Linked DNA regions of Mus musculus: regions 1, 2 and 3 are each linked to region 4. The links are chromatin contacts, called in public HiChIP or PLAC-seq and capture Hi-C maps. All regions are on one chromosome and are shown on one strand. The core of a region is the stretch at or near the end of the contact, and the rest is flanking DNA. Distances in the headings are between cores, read along the strand shown.

What was found. HiChIP or PLAC-seq counts read pairs in DNA pulled down with a chosen protein or histone mark. Capture Hi-C pulls out chosen DNA fragments and counts their contacts.
Region 1: a contact with region 4 is called in a capture Hi-C map of macrophages, with 6 times the contacts expected there. The contact joins the promoter of Kctd17 here to the promoter of Pvalb in region 4. A contact is called at or near these places in 19 of 39 promoter capture datasets (the 3T3-L1 cell line, 3T3-L1-derived adipocytes, the C10 cell line and 15 more), 4 of 484 Hi-C or Micro-C datasets (the AML12 cell line, bone marrow-derived macrophages, cerebral cortex and 1 more), 5 of 115 datasets of contacts at active chromatin or transcription factors (bone marrow-derived macrophages, embryonic hindbrain, embryonic stem cells and 2 more) and 5 of 9 other capture datasets (adipose tissue, embryonic stem cells, liver and 2 more).
Region 2: an H3K27ac HiChIP or PLAC-seq map of embryonic stem cells shows a contact between it and region 4, with 3 times the contacts expected there. The contact joins the enhancer-like site here to the promoter of Pvalb in region 4. A contact is called at or near these places in 5 of 39 promoter capture datasets (the C10 cell line, HPC-7-derived erythroid cells, pre-B cells and 2 more), 1 of 15 datasets of contacts at CTCF or cohesin (the NIH/3T3 cell line), 4 of 484 Hi-C or Micro-C datasets (CD4 T cells, nephron progenitors and regulatory T cells), 3 of 115 datasets of contacts at active chromatin or transcription factors (embryonic midbrain and embryonic stem cells) and 2 of 9 other capture datasets (adipose tissue and embryonic stem cells).
Region 3: an H3K27ac HiChIP or PLAC-seq map of acute myeloid leukemia shows a contact between it and region 4, with 5 times the contacts expected there. The contact joins the enhancer-like site here to the promoter of Pvalb in region 4. A contact is called at or near these places in 1 of 39 promoter capture datasets (the C10 cell line), 3 of 484 Hi-C or Micro-C datasets (the AML12 cell line, bone marrow-derived macrophages and cerebral cortex), 7 of 115 datasets of contacts at active chromatin or transcription factors (acute myeloid leukemia, bone marrow-derived macrophages, embryonic hindbrain and 3 more) and 3 of 9 other capture datasets (adipose tissue, embryonic stem cells and pancreatic islet).

What each region holds. Positions count from the first base shown.
Region 1 is chr15:78,426,896-78,431,001 of GRCm38.p6, reverse strand. Kctd17 (potassium channel tetramerisation domain containing 17) reads right to left here and starts at 2,438. Exons shown (of 8, transcript NM_001289671.1): 1 at 2,135-2,438; 2 at 852-960. The coding sequence starts at 2,344.
Region 2 is chr15:77,999,900-78,004,258 of GRCm38.p6, reverse strand. The region is part of intron 2 of Cacng2 (calcium channel, voltage-dependent, gamma subunit 2); the gene reads left to right. Among named protein-coding and RNA genes, the nearest start is that of Gm46520, 10 kb to the left of the region's middle. Within about 2 kb of position 2,643, at least 13 of the 459 cell types and tissues checked have an H3K27ac peak or open chromatin away from gene starts, as enhancers often do. A contact at or near this core is called in embryonic stem cells and stem cell-derived epiblast-like cells, where this site is marked.
Region 3 is chr15:78,448,043-78,452,411 of GRCm38.p6, reverse strand. The region is part of intron 10 of Tmprss6 (transmembrane serine protease 6); the gene reads left to right. Among named protein-coding and RNA genes, the nearest start is that of Tmprss6, 18 kb to the left of the region's middle. Within about 2 kb of position 2,156, at least 218 of the 459 cell types and tissues checked have an H3K27ac peak or open chromatin away from gene starts, as enhancers often do. A contact at or near this core is called in the AML12 cell line, acute myeloid leukemia, adipose tissue and 4 more, where this site is marked.
Region 4 is chr15:78,200,943-78,205,494 of GRCm38.p6, reverse strand. Pvalb (parvalbumin) reads left to right here and starts at 1,258. Exons shown (of 4, transcript NM_001330686.1): 1 at 1,258-1,410; 2 at 2,842-2,974; 3 at 4,160-4,269. The coding sequence starts at 1,350.

The DNA.
Region 1 (4,106 bases), core at 1,189-3,688, 220 kb before region 4:
CCTACAGTAAGCCCTAAGCGTGATGTCCTTTGGGGAGCCTTTGGATCACCGTACTCCACTGGGGTCAGCTGGAGAGGACCATAGCCTAGAGCGAGGGCCGTGTAAAACACCCACAGGTACACAGGACCCATCTGTCCCAACACACAGTCTTCTGAATGTGGGTCGTGATGCCTTTTTTGTTTGTTTGTTTGTTTTTGTTTTTTTGGTATTTTTGGAGACACCAAGAGAGACTCAAAGAAAACTGACACGTCTGAGCTAGCCTGGTCCAGAGCTCAAGTGTACCGAGGAGAGCTGGTTTGGGGATGACTGTGGTCCTTGCTCTGATCTATTCCCCACCCCGATTCCACATCAGCTGGGCCCGGATATGAGCCTCCAGGGGTCTGGGAAAGGCCAAAGTTCTCCCCAACAAGCCACTGGGCCGTAGAGGCTGCCAGCTATGGGGGAGAACCACTAACTTTGCCTCCTGGCTGATGGGAAGCCCTTGCTTGGGAGACACAGAGTAAGGCCGAGAAAAAAGACCCAACCCTTCCCCCATCCAGCCTGGAGCATCACAGGCTACGCCTGGCTTGCCAGAGGCCAGGGAGGAAGGACGTACATTCCCAAAGGCTACAGATGTTTCAGGACCTGGCTGGCTTCCTTTTTACCACTTCCTGTTTCCCTGCCATTTACCCAGTGACCACGGGGGTCTGTCGGTCTTGCCGAGACCTGGAGAATGGGACTCCACTCTGGGACAGGCAGAAAATAATGGGGAAATGTAGCCACTGTCCTGGCTTCAAGACAATTTTTTTAGGCCTCCCCTGAAGGCTCCGGTAGGCTGTAGAGACCCAGACCAGCGCAATGGACCAACTCACCCTCCTCGGCCATGTCCTTGTCCAGCACCAATTTTCCATGCCTGAGGAAATTCAGGATGGGCCCGAAGTAGGTGGGGTCACGGTCAATGAGGTAGGCCCCGGTCTCATCCTGTGGAGGAGATGACCACAGGAAGTGAGGGGTGTGCAAGCTTCCCCAAGCCAGCCACCCCCACCCCTCCTAACACACACACACACACACACACATACACACATACACACACACACACATAAACTCAAGTCACCACAGGCTGGCTGGAAGAATGGCTACAGGGAGAGAGGAAGCAGGAAGAAAGCAGTAAGGATCTGGGTTCGAACCCTGCCTCTGCCTTTTCCAGGCTGTGTGACCTTGAGCCAATCATCTGGCCTCTGGAGCGTTGCTTCTTTCTCCCATAGTCAGAGGATTAGATGTGAGTATAGAGGGTGACCGGATTCCTGAGTGGCCCCTTACCTCTCTCTCAGCACAGGACCCAGTGAATTTCCCTCTTAGGAAAGTTTCCCTCTTGGAGGCTGTGTACCGCGCCCACCCCCACCCCCAGCCAACCCCACTATTCACTAGATGTTTGCAAGTTTCCAAAGAAGCTGCACTCTGATTGGACAAGTGCAGCCTGCAGGGAGGACTGGGATCTGGACAACCCAGCACAGAAGACGGAGACATCAAGGGACAGGGGACTCACCCAAGGGCACAGTGTAAGAGGGCCACAGAATGGGGGACAGGGGACTTTGACAAGCCAACTCCAGAGGCCTTGCACACTAGGAGGCCAAAGTCAGAGAGCAGGGAAGTTCCCCTCTCCTCCCGATTCCTCCCTGGTCATTTGGGAATTTGGCAGGAGAGCAGGGTGAGCCCACAAGTGATAGCTCCAAAGCCAGTGCTCTTCCCTACATTAAGCCCAGCTCCAAGACACCCAGGCCTCCTCCATCTAGTTCCTTGTACCCTTCAGCTGCCCACACCCTAAGGGCGGGGAGAAGCAGCCGCATCAACTCCTTTAAGAGTCAGCCAGGGCAGTAAGGCAGGCCCGGTTTGTTGGTCCCTCCCCAGCGCTCCACAGTAAGGAAGCGTCCCGGATCTGGGGCAGCTCTCCAAAGCTCTAAATGGCTGCGGCCTGTGCTGTCCCGTTGCCACGGCAATGGGTATAGCTATTCCTCTCGGCTCCTCTTCCTCCCCCTCCTCCTGCCTCGGCTCCCCGCCTCAGAATCCTAGGAAAGCCAGAGGCCGAGGGACGCGCAGGCGGGACAGCCCGGGAGCGCGGGGCCAGGACCCCCCTGTCAGCGGGCTCAGGGCTCACCCTGTCCGATTGAAGCTCTTCGCCCTGACACAGGCGGCTGAGGAAGGACTTCTGCTCCCGACACAGCGTCTGGCGGGTGGTCAGGAACACCGTGCCCCCCACGTTCAGCCGCACCCACTTGCCCCAGCCGCCCCCGGGGCGGCCGCCCGCCCCCACCGGTGGCGCTGCCTCCCCGGCCTCCATCCTCATCGCCGGCCGCGTTGTCTGCATCCTTCCCTCCGCACGCCGCGGGCGAGTACCAGGTGCAGGGCATGCCGGGAGCTGTAGTCTGGAGCCAGGGCTGGGATGCTCTGCGCTTGTCCTGGTGTTGCTCGGACAGCACGTCCCGCCCCACATTGCCTTTCTTGGTGATCTATCATCTGGTCTCTCCGTGTGGCCAGACTGCTTGGTTTGCAGAAGGCCCTGCGAAAACAGTGATTTCCTCATTGGCTATCCCCCCCCATTTGTTCTGCTTTGTACGGGGGCCCCAGCTGAGGAATACCTGACCTGAGAAGAACTTTCTTCCTCCAGAAATTCCTATATTTACCTGAACCTACTTTTAAAAATAGGCGCACGCGCCTGTGTGTGAGCATGTGCGTGTGTGCATATGCGTGCATGAGCCACATCAGCAGTGTTTCTTTTTTGTCCCGTGTGTGGCAAAGACCACGGGGATGAGGTATAGTCACCACCTCTTCCTAAATTCTTTGAGGATATGTAGTTGGGCTTAGGGCTGGCTGAACGTTTCTGTGTGCCAGAAGCTGTGTGAGCATACATATGACTCCTTTAAGCTTCCTGCATCCCTGCCGGGTTGCTCTGGATGCCAGTCTTGGTCTAGTCTGAATGCTACGGAGTCTGCTTAAAGAGTGAACGTTCAGAAGATGAAGTTCAGGTACTGGCTTCTCTGGTGCCACTTGGCTTCCATATGTGCTTGACCTGAAGCTTGGAGATGAGGCATGGATCGGCTCTACAAAGTGGGGAAGGGGAGTTTTAGAATAGCCCCCTCCCCCATGATGCTGAGATGCCCAGGCCCCCCAGATGCCTTTCCTTGATGGGAGTGTGGGGTGTGCAGCAGGACTGGGGAGGCTCCAAAGCTCTCAGCAAAGGAGGAATGGGCTTAGGGTTTGGAAATGGTCACTCTAGCATTGGCATTCAAGGTGATTGCTGGGCTAGCAGAATGGAGAGGAAACAGGGGAGGGGGAGGATCCTGTTTGGGGGACATGGTCACTGCTGTTCTCACCCCACTGTTCAGTGAGTTCCTGAGGACAGTTGTTCCTTTTAGGACAACACAGCAGGTACAAAAAGACCTGACTTAGGGATGGCCTAGTTTCACTTTCTGTTGATGTAATATTAACATCCTGCCAAAAGCTAACGTAGGAAGAAAATGGTTTATTTGGCTCATAATTCCATATGAGCTCTTTGCTATAGGGAAGTCTAGGTTCCAGGACCTCGAGGCAGCTAGCCACATCCACAATCAAGAGCAGAGAGAGAACAAATGTATGCTTGTACTCAGCTCACTGTCTCCACTCTTACACCGTCCTGGGCTGAAGCCTAGGGAATGGTGTCTCCCACAGTGGGCTGTGTCTTCCCACATCAATTAATGTAATCAAGACAATCTCCTACAGTCATGCCCACCTGATTCAGACAATTCATCACTAGCTCTCTTCACAGGTGATTCTAAACTGTGTCAAGCTGACCCATCACTGGGGAGGTGAGAGGGGCAAACCCCTTGCAAAGGATGGAGGTCAGATCTTCCTCCTTCGGGCTGCACATATACCTGTGATGTCCTCCAGGCAGGGCCCTGTTATAAGTACCTGGCCACAGACACCAAAAGCATCCATCAGAGATAAGTTCATTGAGCACCGTGCTCTCAAGACCACACTCTTGGTGTGCCATCGCGATCAGGGTGATGACGGCAGCCACCAGGACAGCAGGTACTGTTCACTGAGAGCTTTCCTGGTTCAAGTGGTGCCCACACATGGGCCGTCCTCATTCC
Region 2 (4,359 bases), core at 1,394-3,893, 200 kb after region 4:
GTGCATTCTCCATCCACACATTCCCTGCCCAACGCTTCAACGACCTTCCTCCCAGAAGTCACAGCGACCAGGGAGTCTACTTGTCTTATCACACAGCAAGGAAGTGTCTCCCAGGTCCTGGCTAGCAGCCAATCGGTGCTTCCAGGCCCCGCCTAGCAGCCAATCGGTGCAGAGCAGGGCAGGGCCAACCTTATGGCCCTGGCCCAGGCAGGGTTCACTCAATCCAAGCGCATACTTCTGTGTTCCTTGGTTTTGTAGCTGCTGTGTTGCCGCCTACACTAGCAAGCACCCACCTCAGGACTCCCACATCCCAAGACAGGGCTAGCAATAGGACTCAGCCCATCACCAAACCTGACAGCCTGAGTTCAATGCCTGGGAAGGAGTCTCCCACAGGTTGTTCTTTGACCTCTGCTCATAACTCACAGCAGCACACACAGGCTCTCCCCCATCCTCACCACCACCGCACACACCATAAAAAGTAAATGAATAGGTAGGTGGGGTGGGGGGTGTGATACCAGCAGCTTCTCCTGACCCCCTTGAGATCATATGCTGCACTTGTTGCCCAGGCTCCTCCCCGCAGCAGTTGGGAAGCTGATCCTTCCTGATCTCTACATATAGAACTGGGGAAACTGAGGCAGCGCGGCCCAGGCAGCATGGTGAGCAGAGATGCTCAGACAGCTGTCTTCTGAACCTGAGTGATGGTCTCTGCCTCCACACACAACAGAATATGGAGGAGTGCCTGGCAGAGTGCTCCCCAACACAGTCAGTGCTCCCCAAGTAGCCCCCTGTGTCCCCAACAAATCTCCCATAAGGCATTACAGAGAACAAATGGGTGCTTGACTATATCCCCAACCTGAGAGCAGCCTGACTCACCTTCACAGTCACCCTGAGGCCAGTATGGCTATTTCCCTGTCACACAGATGGGAAAGCCAGGCACAAAACACATAGGCAGTGAAGCGGCCTGCTCTTGCTCGCTCTCTCTCTCTCTCTCTCTCTCTCTCTCTCTCCTTTCTCTCTCTGCCAGTCTCTCTACATCTTTCGCTTTCCAGCACACACTCACACACACAGACACACAGACACACACACACACACATAAACACTCACATACACACACAACTTCCATTACCCATCCACTTTTATGGTGATTGGCCACACTAACCAACTGGAACAAGAAGGGGGTAAAGGCAGGGTACAAGAGACTAGAAAATTCCTCCCAACCTAGCATGTCTGACACATGAACCCATTAAAAGGGATCAAGTCCCAGTGGGTTAACACTCATAGATTTCAACACTGTGCAGAAACTGAGGAGTTACCCTCAGTGTGCTAACCACTGTGACTATTGGTGTACAAGCCAAGAGAAGACGGTGCTCTGACCTGGAGGAAGGATCCTAGGGATACAGGGTGATCACAAAGTTGGGGTCCACAGGTATCCCCTAGTACAGTGCCAGCAGAGTACAGACCTGAGGCCAGAGAAGAGAAAGAGAAACAGAAGGGCCAGCAGCAGGCCGGATTTCCTATACCCCTGTTTCCTGAGTGTCACCCACCCACTCTGCCAGATGGAGAAAAAGAACAGCATGGCCTCTGAGTGCCGCTACCCACCGGCTGTGCCCACCCCCAAGAGCAACTTTTCAGTGTGATGGCCCTAAGAGCTGGCTCCCTGAGGCCCAAGATCATAACCATGATTTGCCAAGAGGAGCAGGCAAAGCAGACTAACAAGAGAAATGTTGGCTCGAATTACCTAATCCTTATTCATCCACGTACCCCAACTCACCTCTGTCCCACTGAGACAAGAGGCCACTTCCGAAGCATGGCCCTTCCCCATCGGTCAGGACATTAGTCACTTCTGCCACCAACACAGAAAACACGAAGTTAACTTTGGTATGCCTGTAAATCCCAGCACCCAGAAGGCTGAGGCAGGTGGATCAGAGTTTGAGGCCAGCCTGGGCTACACAACTAGCCAGTCTGCGCTACAAAGACCCTGTCAAAGGGGGAAGGAAAGAGGTAAAGAAAGAGAGCCATAAAGGGCCAGAAGGCTCAAACACTTAGCTTACAAAAGCACCCTCGAGTCTCCTGGTTGCTGCGGCTTGTGAGAGAATCCATTGGGATTTACATCTTCTCTGGACAGTGGCTACACACTGGGGATCCCCAAGCCTCAGGTATTAGGGCTAAGGACAGGAATTCCTCCTCTGTGTCTATAAAATCCACATAAACGGCCTAACACACATGGCTTTTCTGAGCCCCAGCTGTCTGCTCTACAATCCATGGATGTAGCCCAGGAAGACTTCAAACTAGGGATGGCTAAATGTGGAGATTCTCCTTTCCCTCCTCCTTCCTCCCTCCTTCCTCCTCCTCCCCTCCTTCCTTCTTTCTCCTCTCCTCTTCTCACCCTTCTGGCCTGGCTTCACACTCCAAAGTTTATTCTCTCCTTGTCTTCATATAGTTTTTCCAGCCAGCCTGTAAGTCTAAAACCACAAGGGGAAAAAAAGTTACCTTCTCTCTCCCACTTAGCCGCTTGAGACACCCAAGAGTCTGTTAGACTAACTCCCCTCTGCTGGTAACCTGGAGCTCGCCCACACTGGAGCAGCCCCATTGCTGTGGGCAGCAGCTTTCCCCTCAGGCCTGCAATCTTGCTTGACTTTGTTTCTTGTGATGCAAATCAGATCCTCTACAGCCCTCCCAGATCTAAATGCCCGTGAATTCCTTTGCTCTGAAGACAGAGGCACACTCTTTTACCTTGACCCACAAGTCCCCTCGTGACCCAGGAGGCTCCACCTGGCTCTGGACCAGGCCTGAACCTTCTCAGCTTCCTCTCTCATGGGTCCTCAAGTCCCTCCACGAGTGCCTGTGAGCCTGGCCCTGTCCGTCACTAAACAAGCCACTTGTCCTACACACCACTTGGTGCTGTCTCTGTCCCACAGACACTCCTAGCAGCTGCCTCCGCTCTCTTGAGAGCTGCTCCCCACTAATCCATATCGCTCTCTCAGGGAAGCTCACCCTGATCCAGCTCAGAGAATGTACGAAGCCCAGGCAGGGGAATGCCATGTGTTAGACGGACAGGCCTGAGATCACAACACTTGGACAGACAGCCAAACTTTTCTAGGCCTCAGTTTCAGCCTCTGGACAATAGAAGTAAAGTGTTCTTCATTGGCTGAGGAGACAGAGAAGGCCTAAAACTGTGTCTGTCACACACTCAATCCTCAGGACATCTCACACACACACACACACACACACACCACACACACATATATACACACACACACACCACACACACACATATACACACACACACACACACACACCACACACACATACACACACACACACACACACACACACCATGGTGCCTCATTGGTATCTTTCTGTTGGAATATATAATCCTGGCTCTGTTACTATTACTATTATTATTATTCTCTAATCTTTTTTACAGTCCAGTCGCTATTCCCCTCCCGGTCCACCCTCTGACAGTTCTTCATCCCATTCCTCCTCTCCTGTCTCCAAGAAGATGTCCTCATCCCCGCCCCCACACCACCAGAACTTCCCCCCTCCCTGGGGCCTTAAGTCTCTAGAGGGTTAGGTGCTTCTGCTCTCACCGAGGCCAGGCCAGGCAGTCCTCTGCTGTATATGTGTTGGGTGCCTCAGATCAGCTAGTGTATGCTGCCTGGTTGGTGGCTCGGTATCTGAGAGATCTGGGGGTCCAGGTTAGTTGAGACTACTGGCCTCCCTGTGGGGTCGCCCTCCTCCTCAGCTTCTTCCAACCTTTCCCTGATTCAACCACAGGGGTCCTTGGCTTCTGTCCATTGGTTGAGTGTAAGTATATGCATCTGGCTCTTTTGGCTGCTTGTTGGGCCTCTCAGACCAATGGTTGAATGTAAATATCTGTGTCTGTCTCAGTCGTCTGCTTGTTGGGCCTCTCAGAAGACAGCCATGCTAGGCTCTTGTCTGTAAGCACACCATGGCATCAGTAATAGTGTCAGGCCTTGGAGCCTCCCCTTGAGCTGGATCCCAATTTGGGCCTGTCACTGGACCTCCTTCCCCTCAGTCTCTTCTGCATTTTTGTCCCTGCAGTTCTTTTAGACAGGGACTCTGTTACCGTTTGATGATATATATCTCTTTCATCAGAACACAGTTTGGTAAAGATGGGGCAAAACTTGTTTTCATACACCCCAGAACTGGTACAGGGGGTGTCACTCCAACAAAGATCCCTCTGTCTCAGATAAACATCCCTGTCTCAGTGCAATATGTACTGGCTACCGGAAGGGCTCAGCTACAACCAGCAAGCAGAATCCACCCGCCAAGGCTCCCAGGGGCTGCATGAGCTTTTAAGAGGCTGGCCCTGAAAGTCACACAGGGAGAATTCTC
Region 3 (4,369 bases), core at 907-3,406, 250 kb before region 4:
AGAGGGTGGTGAGCGGAGGCTGAAGACAGCAAAGTCTCTCCTGACTATCCATCCTGTCCTGACTGTCCCTCCTGTCCTGACCAGCCTTTCCCCAGATACCCAGCAGGCTCCAGCACGCATTTCACCATCCTGTCCGTCCCAGTCAGGGTAAATGGTGGAGCTGCCTTGACTTCTGTAACCACATGGCTCTACCAACGATGGGGACAGGGCACAGGGCACTTGAGAGCACATGGCCTTTCTTCCACTCCCCTACAGTCCGAGGACGCCATTGTCTTTGCTGCCGTTGACTTCCATGGGGACAGTAGCTCTCAGGGTTACCCTGTGTATTTGTGTTCCCTGCAGTGTCCTGCCTGTTCGCTTGGCCTCCTGGCAAGGAGGTGTCTAGCTAAGAACGTCCTCTTGGGAGCTTGCAGGGGGCAGAGGGAGCTGTGAAGTGACGTGTGTGTGTGTGTGTGTGTGTGTTGGGGGCTAGCCAGAAGGATGAAGATGGACAGTCCTCTTGGGCCAGCAACTGAGGATACCGCTAAGCCCCATTTGCCCATTAGTTGATCTTATTCTAGATAGAGGGTGGCAAGGAGTGACAAAGCTGGATTTTTCCAATATGTTGGGGACAGTGACAAAAAGGAGGTAAACTGTCCGAGATGTGATGTGAGTCCGTGCTGTCGTAGCAACAGGCTACTGTGTGACATAAGCCTGATATGCCTAGGGGTCAGAAGGTCTGCATGGGGAAGGGCGCTGTCTTGTGTGCCCTTCTTCATGTGGCTCCCTCAGCCACCAGCCCACTCCGGGAGCTGCTTACTGGCTTCTGGTTTCGGCACCAGAGCCCATGACTGGAGTTTTCTGAATGAAGGTGCTGTGTTTTCAGCCATGACCCCTCCCTGAGTGTTGTCACTATCTCTGAGAGGCCAGAGGGAGAGGGAATAGCCTTGGGCCTAGCACTCTCTTGCAGCCTGTGCCTAAGGCCCATTAGTCTAGGTTGATCCTGTGCCAAGTGTTGTGGGGCCCCAGAGCTCAGTTTCTGCACAACAGAAACACTAGCTTCACCGGGGTAACTCAGATGGGTCACAGTAAGGCTCCTCCCAGTGGTTGTCAGTCACAGGCAGTTAGACTGGGGCTCAAAGCCTGGCTCCCCTGGTTCCTTCTTGGGCAAGACTTACCTCTCCCAGCCTCTGGAACTTATCTGAGTGTGCTGAGACTGGGATGGACTCTGAGGACGAAGTGCTCACCTAACATAGCATGATTTCTGGGCTCCACCTGGTAGCCCCCAATAAGAAAGAAAGAAAGAAAGAAAGAAAGAAAGAAAGAAAGAAAGAAAGAAAGAAAGAAAGAAAGAAAGAAAGAAAGGAAGGAAGCCATGGACATGCAAGATGGCTGAGTGGGTTAAGAGGCTTGCCGGCAAGTTTGAGGACCTGAGTTCAGTCCCTGGAACCAACATGGTGGAAGGAGGGGACTGACTCCCAGAAGTCATTGCTTCCCCTCCACAGACCTGCTGTCCCAAACAAGAGTGTGTTCTATTACACAGAAACAAACAAAGCAAAGGGCCTGGAACGAGACGCCTTCCACTGGAGACTAAATAAGATGGTGGGTGGAGACGGTACCAACCACAATCGCTAAATGGCTCTTACTCGGTGCCACACAGGTGTGGAAAGCGATTATGTGCTCCCCACAGTCGAGCAAGGGAGGCGGACTCAGATCCTGTCCTTAACCTGCTTTCTGCGGCTGTAACAAAATTGCCAAGGCAGGGAAGTTTATAAAGAATAGAGGTTTGTGCAGCTCCTGGTGGCGAAGGCTGGAAGTCTAAGAAAGCAGCATAAGACTCTGGCTTTCTGCTGAGTCATAGTGGGACAGAGGGTGTCAGGAGATGAGGCAGGGCCGAAGGGGCTTGCCTGATGGTGCAGGGTAGGGGTGGGGGCTTGAGGCCACCCACCAGTGCTTCCTTTATCTGCTAGATGAATGCATTCACCAGGTACAGCCCCTTCCTGACCCAATCACTTCCCTGAATGCCCTTCCTCCAAACGCCACTAGCCTAAGACATTGGAGAATCCAAGTGTGAATTTTGGTTTCAAGTATGAATTCCAGGGACTCACAGTTGAACGAGCCTCACAGCTTGTGGGAAGCCTGAGGCCCAGAGGCTGAGTCATTTGCTAAAAGTCCCTGTGGCTTGTGACGTCATCACTGAGCTCAGGCAGCTGGCCGGCCCCCAGGGCATGATTGCCCAGCCGTGTGTGTGTGTGTGTGTGTGTGTGTGTGTGTGTGTGTGTGTGTGTGTGTGTGTGTGTGTGAGAGAGAGAGAGAGAGAGAGAGAGAGAGAGAGAGGAAAAGAGCACTCAGTTGTACACTTAATTGTATGGTGTCTCCTCAGGAAGGCTCTCATCTCTCAGTAGAGCCATTCCCAGCCGATGGGAGATCAGGGCATCTCTGTGGCTCTCACCAGTTCCTCTGAAAGCAGCTGGGAAAGTTGCACCTCATCTCAGCCCTTCCCCTGGGATACAGGGTCCCCAGTGGAGAGTTAACTCCTTGCTCCATACAGTGAATGCCCTGGGGAGGGCAAGGCATGATGGGAAATATACAACAGAGGCCTGGGGCCTGGTCTCTGGTTATTGTGGGCTGATAAAGATAACGTCATTGCTGGGAAATTCTCTGAAGAATGTGTCCTGGAAAATCTGCTGTGTGGGTAGCAGGGGCCTGAGAGATGGAGGAAGGGAGAGGGAGACCAGGTCCTTTGGTCCAGCAATTGAGGAGTACAGGGAAAAGATGGCTGAACCCCTGTCCCCAGTGCCAGTCTAGAGACAAGGGACTCTTCTACTAGCTGGGCACCCTTGGTCCCTATCTTGTCTGTCCATTTTGTTTTCTCCTGGTTCTGCCTGCCATCCTGCTGTTCTGTTGTTCTGCTGTCCCCACAGGGTCCGCTTGCCCTTCAGTGGCCTGCAGGTGGTGGGGGTGGGGACGCGGGTCTTGTCCTTGTAAGATCTAGCTGCTGGATGCTGGGTTTCACAGAACCTCCTCACTGGGCGATACCGCAGCACTGGCTTCCCCCCTTCCAGGAACCTGCCCTCATTTCCTCTCATGTGATGTCACTCTCCTGTGACCTGCCTGACCCTTTCTGCTAACTTCCAGCCATGAGATAAGGCAGAACGACAGGCTCCAGAGGCCCCTGTAAGCCTGACTCTAAGTGGTCTTTCTGCTTCCCCAAGGCCCTGTGACTAGTGCCACTTGCAGCCACTCTGTATCAGGTCCCCCAAACCATTCTTCCAGGTTCTCTGAAATATCTGCAAGGAGGTGGGGTCAGGGGATGGCTTTCTCCTGACTATAGTTCGGCCACCACACTTACGGAGGCCTGAAGTTTGCCGAGGTCACAGAACTAACTCGTCTGGTGGCAAAGTTATATGGAGCCCGGCTCTGCAAAATGTCCTGTCCACCACAGAGCAGGCCACTGTCCCTCCCTCAGTGCTGTCTTTCTGCCCTCTGTCCTTCAGCTTGTCCATAGAAAGAGCCATGTTCACAGTGAGGCCTGACCCCTCCCACTCCTTTCTCTTATCCATGCTTCTGCCTATCCACCCAGCATCTCTCCAGCTCCTCTGTGGGAAGATGCTGATATGCCGGATTGACAGGCCTAGGAGAAAGATCCCCCTGCTAAACTCACAGGGTGGGGTGGGGTGGGGTAGCAAGGCAATCCATATGGTGCCCCGGTTCCTTCTGACTCCAGCACTTAGCTGCTGAGGTGAGAGGGCTAGGTGGACGGGAGGACCAGAGGGGCCAGAAACTCAGAGGGCCGCACCTGGGAACAGGGCTCCGAATGCCTGAATCTTACATTTGTTCTGGGATGCTCCCAGCTTCCCTGCCTGCTTCTTGGGACCCTTCCCTGGGATAGCAATGCATGATAGGTATAAGATTATCATAACCATAACACAAATTTATATATTTATAACAACGTCCTCAAGGAACAATCGGGTTCCTCTTAGCTTGAAAGGGACTGGCTTGCTCCAGGGCTCCCCCTAGTGGTGATCTCATTTGTCAAGGGCGGCTAGGCTCTGGCTCTCCCTCCCGTCTCCGGGCTTTTAACTTTCCTTGTCAGACTAACCCTTGCTCTTGCGGGTTAAGTGCCTGTGTCAGGAGTTAAATCTGATTAGTTCAGAAATGTATATTTCATCAGTTCCCTCTCAGTTTCTCACGGTAATCTGTGATCGGAAAATACTTAAGTGGAAAATTCCAGAAGTGAATCTGTTTCATTAGCTACCGCTCTCTTTAGAGCCCGATTTACAAAGAGAGATGTGTACAGGCAGAGCATAGCACAGGTAGTGTTCGCCACTGCGTGGGATTTCTGGTGTCCACGGGAGTCTAGGAATGCCTCCCATGCATAAAGGGAAAG
Region 4 (4,552 bases), core at 9-2,508:
AAGCTGTGGCCCAAAGACGCTGACTCACCAGGAGGGGGCAGCTGGAGCCAGGCACTCCTAAGGTTTCCAGGAAGGGCAGCCTTCCAGGGCTCAGCTAGGGGAGACAGTGTTGACAGCAAGTTGTCAGGCAACTTGAGCTACTGGGCAGCTGGGAAGCTGTCCCTTGGTCCCCAGTATCATCATCACCCCAGACGCTGCCCACCTGCCTCAGGTCCCACACAGTGATCCTCCCATCTTTAACACAACACATGACCAGAGAGAAAGGTTATAGCTCAAGGTCATGGGGGGATTCAGCGTGACTCACATTCAGAACTCTATGTGTATGTCTAGTGCTCATATACACTTCGAAGGCTGCTAGCCACAGTCTGAAACTTTGGGAGACCTGAGGGAAGATGGCAGCCTTGTACTCTGGTCCCGTGAGATGAAAAATGTCCTGTTTCCCAGAGGTGATACTCTGATCACAAAACATGGTAATCAAAAAGTATGGTCTGATGGTACTATCCCTTATCCCCCAAATATGACCAACTTGAAAGGTAGATAGCTATGCTGTGGGGCCTCTCTCACCTTAGCCTCCCTAATGGGAATTAGATGAAACACAACTCAGCTGTGTCTGGCCCTGGAGACTAGAAAGTGTGAGAAAAAGAGTCTTCTGGCAGATAAACTGGTGCCCAAAAGGGTCTTCTGACAGATAAACTGGTGCCTTCTTCCTCGCAGAAACCAAATCAAGTTTCAGAATGTGGTCAGGTGAGGGAGGGATGGAGCCCAGACAGAGAGCCTCTGCACAGAGGAGCTCTGATAGTCCAACAACCTCCTCCCTGGGTCCTGTGGCTCAGGTTTCAAGTTCTTAACATTCAGATTTTTCGCGGCATAAATTTGCATCCAGGACAGAAGACAAGAGGGTACTGGAGGCGTGGAGAGACAGAGTGCATAGCCCAGGGGCCACATCGGGGTGGAGGCTGGTCAGCATCATTTTTTCCCCACGCGAGAGGACATTGTCCGAGATGCCCAGATCGGAGCCTCTCTGCCTCCCGTATGCCCTTGACAGCGGCAGAACGCTCCAGTCTCTGCTGGTGGCCCTTTAGATCAGGAGATGGCCCCTGGCGGCGGGGTCCTGGGCGAGCCTCCTGAATGCCCGGACCCCATGGGCATGTGGCCCGCTCAGCTTGGCGGTGCGGCGGGACTGAGCTGCTGAGCTGTGCGCTGAGCCGGGCGCCCCCTGGCGCGGAGCCAGGCCGAGCGGGCGTGCGCCTGGCGCGCGACACTGCAGCGCTGGTCATATGAGCAGAAAGGATGAGGAGAACACTTTTTAATCTTTTCGCACTTGCTCTGCCCGCTCAAACAGTTGCAGGATGTCGATGACAGACGTGCTCAGCGCTGAGGACATCAAGAAGGCGATAGGAGCCTTTGCTGGTGAGCAATGCACCCCCACCCCACTCCCCGCGCCTGGCCCTGTCCCCTTGCCCTCTTCCCGCTTCTGGGGCACCCCTCATCCCTCTGCGAAGCCTCCCCAGTTTCTTCCCTCACGCATCGGGTCTCCATCCTAGGGGGTTAGCTCCTTGGTCCTATGCTTTCCAAGAGCTGCACGGACTGTGCTCCCTGACTGAGTCTCACAAAGTTGAGGGCTCAGAAGAGTGGCCTCTCCGGGAGAACTTGTGGGGGGGTCCAGGACCAAGTGCGAAGACCAGGGAGGAAGAAGCAAGGACCCAGACATCCTCCTCTGAGAAGTGTAGAAGGGTCTGCAAGCCTGGGCTTTCTCTTCAAGAGACCCCTTTCCTTGGCCCCCATTCCCAACAAGACTTTTCCTGGAAGGTAGCCCATTAGTGGAGATCCCCTCCCAGGACAGACATAAGGGCACAGTGACCTTTCTGCATCAGGCACCCAGCCCTGCCCAGCCCGCTGCAGCTCCCCATCTGTACCCCCAGCATCTAATCCTTTTAGGTAGTCCAAGAGAGGGGTACCCACTCGGCTGTGTGATCTCTTTCCTCTAGCTTAGATGTTCTTCCTCTGTCACCCAGGGAGGGAAACTGAGGCTGGGATAAGATTCAAGCTGTACAAGGTCACCCAGTCCAGCACAGGAAGAATGAGATCTGAGGTGGCCTCAGGTCTCAGTGCCCCACCTTGGTGTGTAAAAAGACAAAGCAACTTTTTTTCCCTCCAACTCTGGGCTGAGGGGAGACCATAGTTCTTAAGAGTTTCTGGACAGAGAGGGACATCTATCTGCTTTTTATATAGCTTCCTTCTCCTCCAGACACATACAGGAAGCTCCAAGAAGCCCCCCACCTCCCCCTGGAGCACTATGATAACCCATTCACAGTGCCTTGAGCCACCTTGTCACCCTGAGTATGAAACTCAGCTGAGTTCTTAGAAGTCCTTCATCCCACCCCCAACCACTGGGATGGGTCTCAGAATCTGTGCAGGACTTCTGGGTCCTCCCCTCCCCCTCCCATGATGTGACCTTGACAGAACTATGTCCTCACAGAGTTGATCTTTCTGATCACAGTATGTAGCCAATGAGAGAAAGCCGCCTTTCCATCCATCCTAGCTAGCATCCATCGCATGCCTGTGCACAGCCCACCCAGCCCTCACCCAAAAGGCTTCATAGAAATACAGTTCTCAGGAGGCTGACAGTCTCCCTGTGGCTCATCAGTGTGTGTATGGGGGAACCAAGAAGGGTCGACCTTGGGCAAAGCATCCTTTCCTAGCTGGGCTCCCTCTGTCCTCCTGTTCCCCACAACCATGCAGGTACCCTTTAATAAATGGTACAACATCTCTTTCCCTGACTTTCCCGGTGCCTCTCCCCTGTCCTTCTTTAACCTCCTCTTCCCCCTCAACCCCCAACAGCTGCAGACTCCTTCGACCACAAAAAGTTCTTCCAGATGGTGGGCCTGAAGAAAAAGAACCCGGATGAGGTGAAGAAGGTGTTCCATATTCTGGACAAAGACAAAAGTGGCTTCATTGAGGAGGATGAGCTGGGGTAAATTGAGGATGGGGCGGGGAGCAGGGCGGGGATGAACCTGGTGATAGCACCCAAAGTTCCCAGCCACCCCTCCTAGCAAGCGGGCTTTGCTTTGTCCCGGGCACCAGGGAAAGATACTTCCTGCTTCCGGGAGGGTCAATCCCTCAGCCTGGAGTGCAGCTAACTAGGTTAAATTATAGCCACTTAATATCGCTAATGGAATGGAGTTACTTAATAATTTAATACCAGTGAAGGAGCACTTATTCTGACTGCTTCCCACCGCAAGCAAGGCAGGAGGTATTCTCCTCAGAGTGTCATTGATTTCTGTGGGGCTGAAAGGCACCTTCACTGGTCTGGTCTGCAGACCCCCCTCGCCTCTGGACCAGAACTGCAGCCAAGCAACTTCTGGGCAAGCCAGGGAGGCAGAGGCGGCTCTGGATCTTTAGGGTCCTTGGAGCAAAGCTCAGAGGAGACTGGAAACCTGCATCAGCAGAGAGCCCTCTGCCCTAGCCCGCCTCAGCCACCTGGCCTGTATCTGATGACCCAGCTGTGCCTTCTGTTACTTTCTAGCCAAAACGGCTTTGAATTTTGTTAGAAACAGAAGGCAGAAGGTGTTCCGAGATGCATTTTAAGTAGGAACTTCCCTCAACCTATCCTGTCTCTCTTCCAAACTCTACCCCAAGGACACCTTCTTCTAGAACCTTCTTCCACCTACTTATGTATGCCCGACAAGTACAGGCACAGGCGTGTACACATGCATGCTAAGTGCTCCCCATCCTCCATGTATCACCATCTCTAGAGGGCCTCCTAACTCCTCCTTCACCATGCTCCCCTCTGCCTCCTCCGTCTGGGTGTCCATCATTCCATCATACATGAGCATGAGGTCTGTCTCTGAGAACTTGCCCTCTTCCTCCTTTACCCAGAAAGCTCATTACAATCACTACAGTGGCCCCAGTATTTTTATGTAGTTATTGGGTAAGCAAAGGCAAGTGTGCCCTAAACTGGTGTCAACCCTGCATAGAGGGCCATCCCCCACCTCACACCCACCAAGGCAAGCCACACAGGCCACCAGGCCAACCCAGCTGCACACAGGTCTCCCACCACCTGCCGCCTGTCCCTACTTCCCTGGCCCTCTGAGGATGCCAGCCCACTGTCCAGCAAGGTTCTGCCTGTGACCTTGACCTGACTACTTTTCTCCCCCAGGTCCATTCTGAAGGGCTTCTCCTCAGATGCCAGAGACTTGTCTGCTAAAGAAACAAAGACGCTTCTGGCCGCTGGAGACAAGGATGGGGACGGCAAGATTGGGGTTGAAGGTGAGTAGCCGTGACTCTAACTCTGGGAAGGCTGGGACTCTGGGGTATGCGGCTGTCAAAGCTTTGGGCTGTTGAAGGGAACAGGGGATGATATAAAAAAGAAAAAGAAAAAAAAAAAGACAACCCATAGGTCATTCTGCCAAGTCCAAGTCTGCTAGGCAGAGAAACTCAGCTATATATGTTTTCCAAAATGTGAACAACCCATAAGAAATGCCCCCCCCCTTTCCCGCTGGGTAGGGGAATGTGGGAGGGAGAATTGGAGATTTTCCCTGTTTTGCTTAGT